Linked DNA regions of Zea mays: region 2 is linked to region 1. Evidence: chromatin contacts called from public Hi-C data. All regions are on one chromosome and are shown on one strand. Each heading gives the region's core, a stretch centred on a gene start, on an enhancer-like site or on the middle of the called end of the contact. The rest is flanking DNA. Distances are from core to core; before and after follow the strand shown. Region 1 holds the start of LOC100284436. Region 2 holds the start of LOC100194214.

Evidence for each region. A called contact is a pair of places that touch in the nucleus more often than the background predicts.
Region 2: a contact with region 1 is called in a Hi-C map of endosperm, with 6 times the contacts expected there. The contact joins the promoter of LOC100194214 here to the promoter of LOC100284436 in region 1. A contact is called at or near these places in 5 of 25 Hi-C or Micro-C datasets (ear, endosperm and leaf).

The regions. Positions count from the first base shown.
Region 1 is chr8:125,872,905-125,875,604 of Zm-B73-REFERENCE-NAM-5.0, forward strand. LOC100284436 reads left to right here and starts at 1,331. Exons shown (of 3, transcript NM_001371993.1): 1 at 1,331-1,488; 2 at 1,883-2,156. The coding sequence starts at 1,434.
Region 2 is chr8:126,034,346-126,037,045 of Zm-B73-REFERENCE-NAM-5.0, forward strand. It overlaps LOC100194214, which reads left to right and starts at 1,337. Exons shown (of 2, transcript NM_001352805.1): 1 at 1,337-1,699; 2 at 2,649-2,700. The coding sequence starts at 2,681.

The DNA of each region.
Region 1 (2,700 bases), core at 81-2,580:
CGTTTTGGGCGAGGCGGTGATTTCTTCCGAAGCTGAGGCCTAGGTCGGGCGAGGCGAAGACCTCCTCCCGAGGCCGAGGCCTAGGTCGGGCGAGGCGAGGACCTCCTCCCGAGGCCGAGGCCTGGGTCGGGCGTGGCGATGATTCCTTCCGAGGCCGAGGTTGGGGCCGGGCGAGGCGAAACTCCCTGTTGCGCCCGAGGCTGAACTCGGGAGAGGCGGTAACTTACTGTTGTTAGTCTTACCCCGGTGGTTGGCACAGTAGTCGGAACAGGGTGAATAATGTTGTTATCTTGTCAGAACGATCAGTAAAAGGGTGAAGTGACTGCGGTCATTTCGATCTTGCCCACTGAGGCGTGCGTGTCATGATAAGGTGTCAGGTAATCCCTGCATTAAATGCGCACGTGATACGGTCGGTGGTAAGGCGATTTGGCCGAGGCCACTGTGCGACAAAGTTTACCCGAGTTTTGCCTCGGTCGTGCCGGGGGCGCCTCTACTGCCTGAGGGGACCTTCGGGCGAGCTGTGAATCTGTACGAGACTACTGTTCTTGCCCGAGGCTGGGCTCGGGTGAAACGGGACCGCGTCCCTCGGTAGTTAAGGCTTTTAACTCTGAACCGTCCTTACCAGTCTTTTAAAAGATATTTTCCAACCATGTTTAGAAGTACTGGGGATACGACCCTTAATTATGGTACCCGACAATCGGTGACAGCACCAAAGAACAGATAATAATATGCTACAACCACCTACTACTGCAGTATATCTTTGGCGTGACAGTATAACGACAAAAAAATGTTCCTAGAAGAAAAGAAAAAAGTTTCACTCCCAAAACTCACTTGCTCCCAAAACCTCGAGTACAATCTGCATCCGAACGTTGCGAGACGGCAATGTCGGTTTTGCCCCCAGTCCGTCGCCACTTTTTCGATGGAGGTCCGTGTCGGCTCCCATGCCATTCCAGAGCCGGACGGACAGCGCAGCCCCAGAGCCAGAGCCAGAGCGGCGTTCAGCGTGCACCGTGCAAGCTTGAAGCTCCCCCCACCCACCCCCTTGCTTTGGCTGACACACGGACAGACGACGATGACTCACCGCCCCCTGGCTTTACCCTACAGTCAGTGACGCCAGAGAGCCGTTGGCGTCCGGACACGGCGGGCTCCTCCCCCCAAAGCCCAAAGGGGCAAAGTCACTGCACGGCCGCAGTCGGCCACGCGACGGTGCGTGTGTGGTCGGTGACAAGTGAAGCGGCGCTTCAGCCTGTGGTCGGTGCTTTCGTCCATAAAAAGTGGGGAGGACGGCTCGGGGAGCTTGACGACACTGCACACCTCTCACCAGTCCCCACACGGCCACACCACACCCAGCTGTCCCCATCGCGCGCACACTCTCTCGGTCTCTCCCTCCCAGTCCCAGCGTTTGCGGTCCAGTCCAGAGAGCTCGAGCAGCCATGGCGGCTCCCCTGTTCCTCCTCCTCCTGCTGCTGGCTATGTTCACAGGCTCAGGTGAGCGAGCTCTCCGGATCTGCATGCTGCTCCCTGCGGCGCTTAACGTTTGTGTGAGAAGATGAGGTTTCTGTCTAGCTCTCTTCTGCCTGCCTGCCTTTCTTTGTATCCCCCTTGTCAGCTTCGAAACTTCTCTGCTCATGAGCTATGGCCAGTCCTGCTGCCACTGTAGATTTTTTTAAGTGCGGAGGAAATCTCTTCCCCCCCCCCCCTCCCTCCCTGGTTATTGTGCATACATAGCTATCCTGCTGAACGAAGCACAAATAAATACAAACCAAGAAACGCCAGTGCTTTCTCGATCACGTACTGGCACGAGCTAGCGAGCAGACTCACTCGAACACACACTGACCAACCGCTCCTCTCTCCTTCCGTTCCGTCATTCCGTGTGCAGCAGACGCGGCGTTCTGCGTGTGCAAGACGGGCGTGCCCGACCAGGCGATGCAGGCGGCGATCGACTACGCCTGCGCCAAGGGGGCCGACTGCGCCTCCGCCTCCAAGGGCGCGCCCTGCTACGGCAACGGCAACAAGGTGGCCGTCTGCTCCTACATCTGCAACAGCTACTACCAGAGCCGCAGCGCCACGGGCGCCACCTGCGACTTCAACGGCGTCGCCACGCTCACCGGCACCGACCCCAGCTCCGGCACCTGCAAGTTCGCCTCCGGCCCCAGGTAAACCGGCTGACGATGTAGCGGTTGAAGCCACAGCTAGCGTTCGTGTTTCCTTCTCAAGATCTGGGACTTTGAGGATATTTTACTTGTTGCTGATGGCTGGATTGGAATCTGGGGGAAGTCGGGTATATAAAGCATGATGCAATAGTATATTTGGGGTATACACGGGTACTGTCAGGTCATCTGGCATATACTTTAAATCGTATTAGGGCTCTTCAATGTTAGATCCTGTACATCGATGACAGTAGTTTAAGTCAAAAGGCCTTGAATGAAGTCTCGATCCCCGGTACTCAAAGCTGCAGTGCTCCTCGTGTACCATGCAGCAAGTTTCTTGCTGTAGTAGTGGTAGCTTAGCTGCATCGGTGGCCATTGCTGTAGTCGAGCTTAAGCAATGTCTTCCCCGACTCCGAGCCAGAGCGCCGGTGGGGTTTCTTTCGGGGACGGCCACCGCGTTAGCCAAAGTACACTGAACCTGTTGGACCAATGGCAGCCGGCCAGCCGCGGTTCATCACCCCCAAAGAGCTTTTTCTTTTTGCAGCCAAAG
Region 2 (2,700 bases), core at 87-2,586, 160 kb after region 1:
ACGAGTATTATTCGAACCTCCAGGTCCAGAATCAAGCTCTACTCTCGGTAAGTTGAAGTAATATTTTGTTCGTAACAACTAAAAACACATGATGTGTACCTTATTTTCTCAACAATTTTTTGTAGCAACTGGCACAACAAGCGGGCGTCCCGATGCCAACATATGGGATACCGCCTCCGGACTTTGCATTGCCGCCGCCAATGTTGTCGCCTCCACCTCCGTCATAATTCCATGTGGTATGTACACATATGTGTGTGTGACATGTTCATAGATGCTTTATGTGTTAAAATGGAGAACTTATTGGTTAATATTTCATGTGCGTGTGTTATAGGGCTTTAAGACACCTCCCGTTTTAGTTGCCGCACCTGGAGACGTGTCTGGTCAAAACGATGCTTTGACTTCTTGGGTGAACAACATTTTCAACACCCAGAGTACAGACGGAGGAAGTGGCTATAACTCCAACCAACCAGATGATGGATATGTGTGACAGTTCTTCAAATGTGTTTGATTTGGAACTATGTCAACGTTGATGTCAAAGACTATGTGAATGTCGAACTATGTCAGTGTTTGATTTGGAACTATATGTTGATGTCAAAGACTTGTTGCAACTATTTGGAACTATGTGTTTGTGAATGTGATGTGATGTTTGAGAATGTGAATGCTTGTGTGAATTGATGTTTGTGGATGTAATTGTGAATACGTGGTTATATATGAAATCTGTGTTTTTATGTAAATGTCAGAAATTTAAAAAATAGGGGGTTTTATGCACTTGCTGAATAGTCTTACGTCCGGTGGCCATCAGTGGGCCGTCGGACATAAGCTGTGTGGGCCCCACCAACGACCGTTACAGCCGTTATCGAAGGTAATTGCCGACGACCATTTTCGATCGTCGGACATAAGCAATTTTCGACGGCGGCCGTCAGAAATAACTTTATTTCCGATCCGTTACGATCGAGGGACAGATATCGTCAGACATAAATTTGCTAGCTTCATACCACACGTGTGTGTGAAGGTGTGGCGGCATACACGCACGTGTGTAGCTCACACGGCCGTCAACCACTCCTGCACTACTCACCGGCCGTACGTGCCGAGAGAGATCGATGGAGTCATCACTCATCACCGCGCGGCGCGGTCACCATTATATGTGGTCGACGGTAACAACACGCCGCAGGTAGCTTGCTTATCACACACGAGGAGCACGACAGGGGCCCGAAAGCGACGCCGCCAGCTGATGATCATTTTGTTGGATGGTGCAAGCAAGCTAGCACCACACACAAGTCCATCACAACTCACAAGCTTAGTGCTTGCTCCCATCACGACGATATCAGTACAAACACCAGCAGCAGCTAGCTAGTCGATAGCCGGCCGGCCAAAACCACCTCTCCCTTTCCTTCTTCTCTGTCCCCCTTAATTCTCCAGCCAATACAGCTTTCTGGGGCTTACACCGCAGGTCCAGAGCCGGCCGGTCGTCGATCCACATCACCATTACTCCATCTCCTGATACCGATCGAGAGCTCCTCCCTCGCTCCGGGCTGAGTCGCCGGCCGGACGGACTCCTCCGACCCGTGCGGCGTCAGGCCGGCCCGCCAGCTGGGCCATCCCGTTTTTTGATTCATCAGCCGTAGTAGGACTAGGAGCCATGGTCGAAGCTATTTGATCTATCTCTGAGCTGAGCTGGGCCGGCAATTTGATGATGCTTGTAAGTGGTTCTTAATGGATCTACCATCATCTACATGCAGCAGCTGCCCGGATTTTAGTTTCTTCTCCAGCTCTTGCTCCTTTTTTTTTAACATTTACTCCACAATTTTATTTCAACACGTACTAGCGCATACGCGCTCCACACACTCCCTTGTTTTTATGTGTGCAGTGGAGTAGTGTAGTTAGTGCCTTCTGTCTTTTGGGGAAACGTAATCACGTTTTCTTTTAGTGTCGTATATGTGCTTCATTCTACCTGCAGAACAAGGAAAGATACACTGGAACCCAGAGATGCAGCTCAATCTGATTTTTCATGGCGGCTTTTGATTTTGTTCCTCATCTATCTATATCGTCCCCGTTAATTCTAGCTCCCTCTGGTTTCTAATTTTCTCCAGTATCTCTTGCTAATCTTGGATATATAGGACTTATATACTGTATGGTAATTTGATACTGAGTACTGACACATTGCTGTGTTGAATCCAAATATCCAATGCAAAGAGCTCATAAATTAAACGCCACTAAAGCTAATCTTTTGTTAACCAACATCATATTAATATAATTCGTCTGTTTCTTTAATAAACACCTTCAGATTTACATTGACTGCCGCTTGTAGAGTAGTAAGCAAAATTAAAGCATATAAAGAGGGCTACAGTCCACTGTATCCACACCAAGTTCATGTTTCAGTGCCATATCTTTCCGTGATTCTTCATGTCTTTTACCGAATAAGGCTGCTCTGTGCTCGTTTACCAGTGGACAACAGTGGCCATGCCAGATCCATCCATTCACAATTCCACATGCTGCTCACCAGCACGCACTGTGGCCAATGCGCCATCGATCTCATTTCATGCATGCCGAATTATTTCCCCCCGGCCCCTGCACGAGTCTAGAGTCTAGACACTAGACTGTCTTGTTCAGTTCTGACTTATTATCTGATGATGATCCGTTGTTATTAGGTGTGTGTGTGATCATGAGTGGATAATAAGAGATGATAAGCGGCAACCTCAC